Regions from separate parts of the Mus musculus genome. Here region 1 is linked to region 2. The links are chromatin contacts, called in public ChIA-PET maps. All regions are on one chromosome and are shown on one strand. The core of a region is the stretch at or near the end of the contact, and the rest is flanking DNA. Distances in the headings are between cores, read along the strand shown. Region 1 overlaps Ncs1 (neuronal calcium sensor 1). Region 2 has its middle 12 kb from the start of Tor1b.

Region 1 (6,342 bases), core at 1,708-4,207, 310 kb after region 2:
AAGCCCTGTTCTGGACTCCTGATGTCTCAATGTCCCCATCTAGGAGTTGAGAGAGATAGTGTAGTATTGAACTTATCAGCTCTTCTCAGCGCCCCTGGTCTGTGGTAGCCTGGTAGCCGTGAGAGACCCACATGATGCATGGCCCTTGTGACTTAGGGCCGTGTTTGGTGCTCAGGAACATCTAAAAGCAGCTCTGTGTGGCCCCTCTTTCATAAATAAAGACAGGGAAGCTTGGGGGTAGACGCTGGCCTATGGCTACAGTTTGGCAAGTGATGTAGCTGAAGTTTGAGCCTGGTCCCATCCAGCCCTGGGCCTGAGTGTTTAATACTCAGCCTATACTGGTGGGATGCTCTGAGCATGCTCTGTGGGGGTGTGGGGGAGCCTGTGTGGGCGGTGCAGGCTGGAAAGGGGCTGAGGGTCACGTGTGCAAGCTCTGACTCACGTGTGCATATTCTGAGTGTGACAGGGTCGTGGCATGTGTCAGGAGTGGGTGAGCCATCTTGGTCTGTGCAGGAACACACATCGTGTCTGGGTTGGGGGAGTAACTCTGTGCAGGTTGTAAATGCAGATGTACCTGGCTGGAAAGGGCCAGATGGGCCAAAGGATGTCTCAGCTCTGCAACTGGGGAATATGTCTGCTGCTTCTCAACAACCCCCCTTGCCCTTTCCATCAGAGGCCAGTTGCTGGTGGGCATGAAGGAGTGGAGGAATGATAATGGGCACTGGAGTATCAGGCAAAAGCTGGGTGTCCTGAGTATTGACTGGGTGTGGTGTCACATAGTATAGCTCCCCTGTGGCTGAGAACGGGATTGGTGCCCATTTTATAGGACATGGGAAGGAAGCTCAGGCAGTCTGGGGCATACCAAGGTCTTTTAACCATTTAGCAGCAGTCTTGGGCTCAGGCTAATCTTATCCCCATGTGGCTAAAACCATGCCCTTTCTCTCATGAGCATACTCTCCTATGATCTCTGAGCACAGGGTCATGAGCGCCCATCTCACTATCAGACACTGGCCAAGTGTTCTGGATTTGTGGGGTGGGGGTGAGGCCAGGCGGTGAACAGGATATCTTGCCTCCTCCCATGGGCATTTGGGCAACTCCTGCCTTGGCTTTCTGCCTTAAGGAGGCAGAGGTAAGGCCCCATGGGTGATCATATTGGAAGCATGGAGTGGGTGTGGTCAGGAGTAATCAGGGAACTGTTGATCCCAGTCTCCAGCCCTCAGGCCTTGCTCAACCTCCACCTAACCCAAGGGAGACAGCTGAAGGCAGTGTGCCTAGCTCTGGGATCTCGTGAAGGGCCCCCATGGTGTAGGACTCCCAGCTTCACCGTGTGTGCACTACCCCTGTTTGTGTGTATGCACACTTGTGTGTGCTTAGTGTGGGTACCTGTGTGTGGAGGCTGGAGATCAGGTCTTCCTCTTTGCTCTCCACCTTTTCTCTTGAGTCAGAGTCTCTCACTGAGCTGGGAGCTTTGCTGATTGGCTAGGCAGGCTGGCCAGAGAGCTCTATGTCCTGCCTGCCTGCCTGCCTGTCTCCTCAGCTGCAGTCGAAAGCTTTGCCACACCTGGATTTTACACAGGTGTGGCTGTCAGATCCTATAGCAGACACTATAGTGGCTGAGCTGTCTCCCCAGACCCCTGTTCCTGCTCTGATGGTAGGCTGGGGCTGGGGATGAGATGTGCAAGGGTGACGTGGCACCCAGCGTGCCCTAGACTGCTGTGCCCCTGCCTGATGTTTGACACAGCTTGGCTGCCGTACGATGTGTCTTTGGATAAAGGAGGAGACCCAGTCCTTATGGATTTGATGTGGATTCAGGAACAAGGTGATATATAGAGTCGCTGTAATGGAGAGTCCTTGAGGCTTCGACCATATCTTGTGGCTTTTGGTCTATGTGCAGCAGAGTTGTTAAGGGATGGGTAGGCGAAAGTGGCTTCCATTGTTCCCACTTCCAGACCCTTCTTCCTGGGCCCTTTCCTTTGAGCTCACTTGCTTGGCCTGGTCTGCACTGTTACCTAGCAGTCCCTGGGAACTGCTAGGGTCCAGCCAGGGCCTTGTGTCTGGCTGTCCCTCTTAGAAGGTCTCTGCCTTCCTGCCTCTCCTTTTGGTGTGATGTTATATAGATCAACTCTGGGGAGATCAATTATTCTGCTTGGGGAAGCTCTTCTGGCCCGAGGAGCACAGGTTGGGGGCCTGGGAAAGGCTGCAGGGCTGGCTCCAGCATGCCTGGCTTTCCAAGGTGGCCGGGAAACTGGTAGACTCAGAGCCCCTGTGCCCTGGATTCCGGGAGTGAAGGAATGTGGCTCTCAAGAATGTTTAACCCGGGCAGAAATAGCACACTTGCCTCTCCTTATTTTGGGCTCCAGTTCTCAGCATAGGGTGCTGATCTCTCACCCTAGTCTGGGGCCACAGCTGTCCGCGTCCCCCACAGCTGCCCGGGTCCCCCACAGCTCTGGCCTTTTGGGGACAAACAGTGGCCTCTTTTTCCAGCTTTATTATTATTATTTTAACCAAGAAGTTGCCGTGGGAACCAGAAAGCGGTTCTGACTTGGAAGTACACACAGGCCCTGTAATTACTTCCTTGGCCCCTCAGCCTCCTCTGAGCATCTCAGGGAGGGAGGGGCATGGAGTCCTGAGGCCTGTCTGCTGTCGTCTGCCTCGGGGAACTGCAGCTCAGGGACTTCCTGCCCCCAAGGCTAGCTTCAAATCCTCCCGACTCCCTTCTGGCATGTCAGCTTGCCCCCCAACATACACACTAGCCCGGGAGCTATCTGTAAAATGGGCAAAGTGAGGGAACCTGCCCAGAGGGTTAGACAGAGCAAGCAAAGCAAGTGTGAGAAACACTGGCGAGGGGCCTGCCTCTCTCTCTCTTACTGCTTCACACATCCGTGGAGAGAGCCACACCCCTTGCAGGCTCGCTACAGCGTGGGTGGCTGAACTCTGAACTCCGGATGCTCAGAGAAGGCTGACTACACGCCACCCAGAGGCGGCTCCCTGCCAGTGTCTCTTGGATGCGGTAGAGGCAATGTGTATAACCCTCTTCCCCCCCTACACACTCAGCTGTGGGCTGTGAGGCTGAAGCTGGGGCTCTCTGCAGGGCTCCCTGCTCTGGTCTGCTCCCCAGCCTCACCCCCATCCCTACTCCCCACTGGCACCCCAAACACATTTGTCAAGATGAATAGGAAAGCCAGGACAGAAGTAAATAGCTAATGGATGCTCCAGGCTTCTTCTAACCCATCCTGAGCCTGCTTCTCTACCTGGCATTAAACTTGATCCCTTTTTCTAGGACTCCTGAGTCGGGGGTCTTCTGTCAATTTCTGTGGCTTGCAGGGGGGACAGGTTGGGTCTGAGGTGGCAGCCCTCATCCCTCCTTCCTGCCCTCCCGCACCTGCCTCTTGGTAGGAACCAAAGCTTCCCTTCAGAGCAGGAGACGGGGCTATTTTTGGCACTGTGGGGGGAGGCGAATGCTTTCCTTCTGTTCAAAAATACATGGTGTGCACTGTGCAAACAGGGAGCTGGGCTGCTCGAAGCCTGCGCTCCTGGGCACTGGGCCTCTTGCCATGGTCCCTGAACCCTCTGGAGCTCTGTAGTCTACACATCCAACCAGGCAGGGTGACCATTGTCTTCACACTGCTTGTCATGGGGCCCTTGCTGGGCTCAAGAGGAACATGATCTTAATTATAAGTAGCAGCAGCCATCACAATATAGAGGCTCCTGCTTTAGGGGCTCTGGCTGGGATGCCTGTCTCCCTGGACTGGAGAAGCTGAGGGCAGCTCTGACAGTGCCCTAGGGCATTCTGGGAAGGATGCCCTGCAGCTTTGGGAGAGAAACAGAGAGTCCAGGGGAGCCCCAACTGGCTAAAGGGTTCCTCTGGCTGCCCCTTTAGTTCTCATTTCCTGGTTGAGAAAGTGGTTTTAGGCTACCTGCCTCAGTTTACCCTGTGGTACTGACACAAGGGAACATGGACTGTTGGTTCTCTGGCTTATACGGCATCCATAATGTGGTGGAGAAACAGAAGTGAGGCCAGTTTAAATGTCAAGACAAGCTGTTGGTACAATGGGGGACGTATGTATGCAGCATAGGCACCTGTGGGAGGGCTTAAGTGGCATGTCAGCTTAGCATCTTGTGTACTCCTTCCCTGATGGAGGCAGGAGGAGGTCAGGGTAGAGGAGATTTGGGCCAGCAGCTTCGCCTGATACCAGTGTCAGGACAGGGTTACTCTCAGGACCTGTGTCCTGGACGTGGTCTAGGAGGAAGATGATGCTGGTGACAGCAGTCCTGTGCTGGGCCCACCAAGCATGCTAAGCTGGACAGGAAAGGAGGAGAGCTGCCAGGTTAGAGATAGGCCTAGCTATGAGTGCACACATGCATCAATACATGCATTCATGTATATGTGTGTGTGTGTGTGTGTGTGTGTGTGTGTGTGTGCGAGTGTGTGCGCTCACACGTGCATGCATACACATATGGAAGACATAGACACAGGCTGGGTGTTTTCTCAACTGCTTTCTACCTGATTTCTTGAACAGATCTGTCACTGAGCCTGGAGCTCACCATTGGCTAGACTGGCCAAGGGTCCCTGCCTCTTCTCCCCCCTCCCACCCACCACACTCTGTCCTGGGATGCTGGGGATCTCAACTCAGTCCCTCATCATTTCAGAGCAGACATTTTACCCATTGGGCCATCTCCCCAGCCCCCTTTCCTCTGTCCTTCCTTCCCTTCTCCCCTCTCTCCTTCCTTCTTTTCTTGACAGCATCTCATGTAGCCCAGGTTGGCTTCAAACTCCCTGTGTAGCTGAGGATAGCCTTGAACCTCATGCCTCCACCTTCAGCAGTGGCACTACCACTCCTGGTCTGTGAGGCGCTGGGACCTATTCTAGGACCTTGTGCGCACTGGGCAAGCGCACGCTAGCTTCCTAAGCTTCAGGTTCACGTCCACGAAGGACAGGAGGCATCTGTTCCAGTAGGTGCCTGCCGAGATTGGTGTGCAGTGGCTAACCCCCTGAAGTCCGTGTCCTCTCCCAGCCCCCACAGAGAAGCGGCTTGGGAAACAGGCCGTAAGTGGCTGGGAATACTCTATAGACCTAGAAGATGAAGGCAGCAGCGAGTGCAGTGGTCAAGGTCACAGCCTGACTTGGTGCTGCAAGCTTCTATCTGCCCATCTGCACCTGTCACTTTGACGGGTGACTGACAGCAGCCACCCTCCTGCCCAGCCAGTTTGGGGTCCTCCAGTACCTCGGAACCACTAGCTCAGCGGTGAGTCACTGGGGTGCCTCCTCCTTGGAGATCAGGGCCACGCCCCTACCCTGGCTCTTAAAGGGCCAGCTCCAGAAGCAGCACTAGAGCATATTTGCTTAGAGCTGTTATGTATTTCAGTCCTCCTGGCCTGACGCCCGGGAATTCATGGCCAGAACTTTCCAGGGTCTCTGCTGGAGCTAGACCTCAGCGTCTGCCGATGGGTTTCTGGAGCAGGGTCGCTGCATGGATCGGGAGGGGAGGAGTGGGAGGGGCTAGCTGAAGGCGGGGCTACTTCACTCCAGCATGGTCCCTGCCAGTTCAGCTAGTTATCCTCTCAGTAGGGCATTGCACCCTTCTTTGGGGGAGATGGGTCTCATTAGGGATCCCTCATCACCCTTTCCCCAATCCTGTTCTGGGCTCCACAGGCTGTGACATTCCCAACCGTGACTGACCAGGAGTGCCTGAGCTGTGAATGGCGGTCAGCCTGGTGTGTCACCAACCATGGGCTGGGGGAGGGGATCTGGAGGGCATGAGCGGAAGTGGGAAGGTGGGCTGTAGGAAGGAGGTCTCCTGACCAGAGCGGTTCCTGGGGTAGAGGCAGGAATGCCCAGGTCCTACCAGTAGGACCTGCCATGCTCTGCTTATCCTGTGGCTGCGGTGACACCTTTATTAATAGTGGCAGTTGCTAATGCTTCAGGACACCTGTCGTGTTCCCTCTGCCCGGATGACAACAGCCTCCTGTGGCTAAGGCTTTGTTCCAGCAGCATGTGGCCACCTGAGGCACCTCTGTGCTCTGTGAGGTCAGAGCTGGGCGGGCAGCTGCTTTCTCCTAGTTGCAGTTCCACAACTGACTGTGCGCTGTAAACTTTTGCCTGTCAGAGGACTGCTTTCTGCCTCTGGGCAAGCCTCTATACAGCCTTTCCCTCCACCCTGGTTACTGCTCCCCCATGTCCAGACAGGGTTCCATGTAGCCCAGGCTAGCCTCCAACTTGCCCTCTGATGCTCTTCCTCCCAAGTGCTGGATTCACAGTGAGCACCACAATGACCTGTCTTATAGGGCGCTGGGATGGAACACAGCTCTGTGCACACTGGGCGAGCACTCTACTAAGTGAGC
Region 2 (6,394 bases), core at 3,830-6,329:
AATAATCTTTACTCAGTGCACAACACTATGCCTACACTAGTCCAACAATGGCCGTTCACCAACACAACGTCCAAGAATCCATCAGTTGTTCAGTCCATGGGGGAAACGGAAACGGACGTGGCAGTGAGAGCGAGGGCAAACAGCAAAGAGCCAGTTTCCTGCTTCCATGTCCTTTGAATAGACTGCCAACAGAAGGTGTGGCCCAGATTTAAGGTGGTTCTCCCCACCTCAAACTATCCAATCAAGGAAAGTCCCTGACAGGTATACTCAGCAGCCTGGGTTTTAGTTAACTCCATATGTAGTCATGTTGACAAGCAAGAACAGCCATCACAAAAGGGAAAATGAACTCCCAAAAGCTGTCCTCTAACCTCCACACTTGCACTGTGACATACACGCACACCCATACATATACACAATAAAGTAAATAAATGTAATTTTTTGTTTGTTTGTCTGTAGCTCTGGTTGATCTGGAACTCATGATGTAGACCAGCCTGTTGTCGTCCTCATAGAGGTTCTCCTACTTCTGCATTCCAAGTGTTAGGATTAAAGGCATGTGCCACCACATTTGGCCAAATGTAATTAAAAGAAGAAAAAAAATGGGAGCTGGAAAGATGGCTGAGCAGTTCAGAGCGCTTGTTTGTCTGCCAAATGTTCTCCCCACTGTGTAAAGTTTACCCTTGCATTATCTCACATGCTGATCTCTCTATCCCACTACCTGGTTTCCACGTGGCTGTGGCTTCTTTATGTTATCCTTAGATGCTCCTGTCCCAAGTTTGCTTAAACATTGCTCCTCATTCATTCGTTCTCTGCCCTGCCAATAAAAGCCAAGGAGCCAATATAGAGCTTTAGAGAGAATAAGGTGGGACTCCCGTTTCTAGGAGGGGTGGAGAAAGGGACAGGAAGGAAGGAGGGGAGCCATGAGGACAGGTCCAGGAAGCCTCAGGAGAAGAGAGCAAAAAGGATGGGAAAACTGCAAGTAAGATGGGAATGTGGTCTGGGAGGAAGCCTGGCTGCCTGGGAGGTTTAGAATGGAGCAATCATTGCTCAGTTCAAGGCTATAGCCTCCCCCAGCCTTGAGCAGGCCGACTCAGACCTGTTCTGCAGCTGTGAATGAGACCATGGAGGGTGGAGTCTTCCGACCCAGGTCTATTGTTCTGCCACCTGTGTTCTTCTCCAAGATGCCCCACTGAGAGGCTGAACCTGTCTTCCTGAGATATTCCTGAGTTAAGCTGACAACCTGTTGATTGGACCTAGTGCTAACAGCTCTGGCAGACCAAGTGCTAACAACTTGGCAGCAAAGCATCAAGAAGCCTGGCGTGGCAGGGGATGGGCCTCCCTCCTTTATAAGCACAGACTCTTAGTAAACATTGGGCCTGGATCAGAAATTTTGTCTTGGTCTCGTTATTTCTCTCGCTGTTTCCTCCCATACAGCTCCAGCCTCCGGCTATACAAGGCAATTAAACTTAAAATGTTTAATTTTAAAAATAAATAAATAAATAAATAAATATACAGAGTGAGTTTCAGGACAGCCAGAGCTACACAGAGAAACTCTGTCTTGAAAAACCTAAATAAATAAATAAATAAATAAATAAATAAAATAATCATTCAATACTTGTTGCTTTTGTAGAGAACCTGGGTTCAGTTCCCAGCACCCACATGGCAGTTCACAACCACCTGTAACTTCAGTTCTAGGAGACCTGACTGTTAGGGTCTAGGTAAAATGTTGAGGCCTAGATAGCTGCTGCCTGCCTAGCCTGCCATTTTGTGCTGTTACCAATGGTATAAGCAAACCTTCCCATGTGCTGTTATTAGGAAGCTTTCTCATGTACTGTTACTAGGAGACTTTCTCATGCCTGAATGAATTGCAGATTCTGTGATGTGCTGGGCTTTGGTGATCTTGGGATCCAATCACGTAGAGGTCAGCTGGAACTGCTTTGTATAGTTAGCCGCAGTAAGCTTGGACCTGAACCGACCTCGCCTCAGCACTTCCTGCCCTGTGTGTGAGCTTTTATGGTTGTTCATAAGCTGCCCCTGGGATGGACCCAGCATAAGAGAGACACTTGCACCAATGTAAGAAGCCATTTGGAGAGAGACGTCCATTTGAGTAGGGGTCGAGGATAGTTTTAACTCCCGAGATGTCCCTTGGAACTGACATCCTGGTTGGCAAGTAAGACATGAATGTTAGGCCAGGCTAGTCCCCACCACAGCTGAATACCCCAACCAATGGGAGCAGGATAAGGGTACCACAAAGATATGCTCCTAAGGAAACCCCCTACCCCTAAATCCTGATTAGTGAAATAACTTGGCACAGATGTTTGTGGATTTCAGGCTTAAAAGCTCTGTAGGAGCCGGGCAGTGGCGCACACCTTTAATCCCAGCACTTGGGAAGCAGAGGAAGGCGGATCTCTGAGTTTGTGGCCAGCCTGGTCTACAAAGTGAGCTCCAGGGCAGCAGCCCAGTCTCAAAAAACCTAATTAATTAATTAATTAAGTAAGTAATTAAGTAAGTAAGTAAGTAAAAAAAAAGCTCTGTAGGATTCTGGCTCAGGGTCACAGTCAGCTCCTAAATCTGCTCTGTGGCCCTGATTGATCAGTCCTGATTGATCAGTCCTGGAGTGAATGGCTATAAACTATCCCTGTCTGACTGAGGTCAGAATTTGTGTCATTTCTAAGGCAACTCCTGGACCCCAACACCAACACTCATTTCTGACCTCTGTGGGCTCCTCCACACATTTGATGTATACACTCACACATTCTCACACAAACATAAAAATACATTTACAAAATTATTTTATTTCTATAACTTGTGTGCACAGTGCATGGGAGTGTAGGCACCCAGAGAGGCCAGGGGTGTTGGAAACCCTGGAGCCAGAGCTGTGGGTGGTTGTGAGACACCCACTGTGGGAACTGAAGGTTAAATCCAGGAGCTCTCCGGGAAAGTACATGAGCTATCGCTCCATCCCTTAAATAAAAACAAGAGTGGGGCTGGAGAGATGGCTCAGTGGTTAAGAGCACTTCCTAAGGTCCTGAGTTCAATTCCCAGCAACCACATGGTGGCTCACAACCATCCGTAATGAGATCTGACGCCCTCTTCTGGCATCTGAAACAGCTACAGTGTACTTAGATATAATAATAAATAAATCTTGAAAAAATAAAAAATAAAACAAAACACTGGCTACTCTTCCAGAGATCCTGCGTTCAATTCCCAGCAACCACATGGTGCCCCACAACCATCTGTAATGGGATCTGATGCTCTCTTCTGGCACACAGGTGTACATGCAGGTAGAGTACTCATATATTAAATAAATAAATAAGTAAATAAATAAATAGGTACCATGGGGAGAAGAAAGTAAGTTACCTAAAGGCAAGATAGAATATGAGCACATGACCAAGAGAAGCTTGCCCTGAGGGCACACGTGGAACAGAGCAAGCCAGGCAAGTCTCAAACTGCAAGTAACAAGGGGCCTATGACTGAGATGTAGGTTAGACTAGCTCAGAACCAGCCCAGCCCAGTGCAAGCAGTTTGTAATAAAATACCAGATTTCTATGTCTTTTATTTAGGAGCTAAATGGAATAGAGTGGGGTAGAACACGTTCGCCCCCCCCCCCCTGCTGCCCATAACATTATATCAATAAACATGTACCCATTTTAGTTTCTTTTTAAAAAATTTACTTATTTATTATATCTAAGTACACTGTAGCTGTCTTCAGACACTCCAGAAGAGGGAGTCAGATCTTGTTACAGATGGTTGTGAGCCACTATGTGGTTGCTGGGATTTGAACTCAGGACCTTCGGAAGAGTAGTCGGTGCTCTTAACCGCTGAGCAGTCTCTCCAGCCCCCATTTTAGTTTCTTTTCCTCTTCCCCTCTCCCTTGTAGTCATTAATTGACCTTTACCCTATATCTAAGCATTTATTAATTAGCCTTTAGCTCGTATCTAAGCCAAATGAACTTATCTAACTAGGCACACACCCTATTTGAACTGTTTCTAGACTGTCAGGAGACACGTGGTTACAAAATAAGAGACATTCAAGCCCCATAGTCTTTGACAGCATGGCACTTTTACATTTTTGAAGTCAGCAGAGGAGATGATACCACACCTAAAATAATATTTTCCAGGTATAAGTCTAATAATTGCTAAATAGTCTGTGTATTACTTTTATGTAAGCAGTAGTTTTACAATATGGTCCTGTTCTTTTTTTAAATACATTTCCCAGAATGGTAAGATTGATACCAGGCTCTTAACTGCTGGGACCAAGTTTCTGTTCCTCCTGGCAGTTTCTACTCTTACCTCCAAAGGGACTGCGAGATTTAGATTCCTTTGTCAATTTTTTGGCACTGGAGGGATGTCTGACCTTCTATGCCCTTTATTTCTTCCTTATATGTTTCATACGTTCTCAAAGCCATCTCCTAAGTTCTTGGAATGTAGTTATCTCTTTTATAAAAGAAAACAGTCAAGTAAGGGCCATTAACCTTAATACTTCCTTCTGCTTTTTCCAGGTGACTGCAGAGGCAGCCAGGGGGAGCCAGGAGAACCGGTTTCTGTGTTCCAAGAAAGAAACACTTGGGCCGGGCGTGGTGGGGCATGCCTTTAATCCCAGCACTTGGGAGGCAGAGGGAGGCGGATTTCTGAGTTCGAGGCCAGCCTGGTCTACAGAGTAAGTTCCAGGACAGCCAGGGCTATACAGAGAAACCCTGTCTCGAAAAAAACAAACAAACAAAAAACAAGACGAAGAAGAAGAAGAAGAAGAAGAAGAAGAAGAAGAGAGAAAGAAAAGAAAAAAACACTCTAGATTCCTCATAAACTCAGCCATAATCATGACTGAACAAAACGAAACTAAAAGTGGTAAAAACCAGGAGGGCCTGAGCACGCGTCCGCAGTATCGTTTGTTTCCACAGCGCCTTGCCCAGTAGACAGGGATCTCCAAGGGCCTTGCCATAAAGAGCTTTTGTAAAACACTCATGCGTCCTTCCTAGAAGTTATAGCAGGGCTTCTGCCACACCCCTACACCCAGTCCATCCCCAGTGTTCAAACAAGAGCGAACGGGAATTGAGAGCCATCTGTGAGGCTGCAGACCTGCAGCTCGCTGCCCTCTAGTGTTCGTTTGGTAGAAGTGCGTGGGTCTTCTCAGCATCCTCACGTCCCCTGCTCTCCTGGCAAACAGGTGAGGACCACGGAGCGCTGTCTCTGGTCCTGAAAATTCTCAGCTAGCGTCCAAACCAAATGTAGAGTCCAGTCCAAAGCAGAGTCGCCTTCCAGGACTTTGTCATTGTTGTTCCTTTTAATTTATGAAGGCCCCCAGAAGTCCCTCGGAATGTCACTGGAGTAACAACAGAAACACTGTAGGCCGTGCTTCAGGAGAACCACGGTAGGAAATGTAACAAAGAGAGCCAAGGACGATAAGAAAGAAGCTTGCCATACACCATTGGGAAACTCATGGCAACAAAACATACTGCCTGAAAATGGAGCCAGGGAGCAGGGGGGCGGGGCTGGGGACATGTAGCAGAAGGTACAGAGCATAGCATACAAGCATAACAATATGAGTTGTTTCAGCATCCACATGAAAAGCAGAGGATCACCTGGCACTGTTGGCACATGCCTTTAATCCCAGCGCTCCAGAGGCAGAGGCAGGTGGATCTCTGTGAGTTCGAGGCCAGCCTGGTCTATAGAGAGAGTTCCAGGACAGCCAGGGCTACACAGAGAAACCCTGTCTCAAATAAACAAAACAATCAAACAAAAAGCAGATTGTAAAGCCAGGCATGGTGGTGGTACAAGCTTTTAAATATGTGGGACACAGAAGCAGGTGGATCTCTGTGAATCTGGGGTTACCCGTGGCCACACAGTGAGACCCTGTCTAAAAGCAGAACATAGTAACCTATGTAACCCTAGTTCTGAGGAGGTGGAGACAGGTGAATCCTGGGGCTCCAGCCTATCCTAACCCTTGAGCTCCAGGCCCGAGAGAGACCTTATCTCAAATAACAAGGTAGGGATCGGGAAGATGTTCTGTTACCTGTGTAAAAACCAGTGTCGGTGGCCTGTGTCTGTGATCTCAGCACTGGGAGCTGGAGACAGGCAGATCCCTGATGCCTGCTGACCAGCCAGTCTAGAGGAATGGCGAGCTCCGGGTTCAGACGAAGACTGTGTCTCAGATTATAAAGTGGAGAGAGACCATGGAGGATGTATGATGTCCATCTCCGGCTCACATAGCACTTGCTCATATGTGAACACACATGTACACATACAGGCATGCATACACACATGGAAACAAATGCTCCCTGAAGAATGACCACAGTGTTGTCTTCTGGCCTCTACATACTTGTGCATATATGTCGGTCCACATGAACACGCTCACACAGAGAGCGCAAGCCTAGAATCCCAGCTCCTCGAGAAGCAGA

The links. ChIA-PET counts read pairs in DNA pulled down with a chosen protein or histone mark.
Region 1: an RNA polymerase II ChIA-PET map of memory CD8 T cells shows a contact between it and region 2, with 8 read pairs. The contact joins two enhancer-like sites. A contact is called at or near these places in 1 of 484 Hi-C or Micro-C datasets (CD4 T cells) and 3 of 115 datasets of contacts at active chromatin or transcription factors (embryonic stem cells, memory CD8 T cells and pancreatic cancer cells).

Annotation. Positions count from the first base shown.
Region 1 is chr2:31,253,819-31,260,160 of GRCm38.p6, forward strand. The region is part of intron 1 of Ncs1 (neuronal calcium sensor 1); the gene reads left to right. Among named protein-coding and RNA genes, the nearest start is that of Ncs1, 11 kb to the left of the region's middle. Within about 2 kb of position 2,958, at least 241 of the 459 cell types and tissues checked have an H3K27ac peak or open chromatin away from gene starts, as enhancers often do. A contact at or near this core is called in memory CD8 T cells, where this site is marked.
Region 2 is chr2:30,937,797-30,944,190 of GRCm38.p6, forward strand. No RefSeq gene overlaps it. Among named protein-coding and RNA genes, the nearest start is that of Tor1b, 12 kb to the right of the region's middle. Within about 2 kb of position 5,080, at least 113 of the 459 cell types and tissues checked have an H3K27ac peak or open chromatin away from gene starts, as enhancers often do. A contact at or near this core is called in memory CD8 T cells, where this site is marked.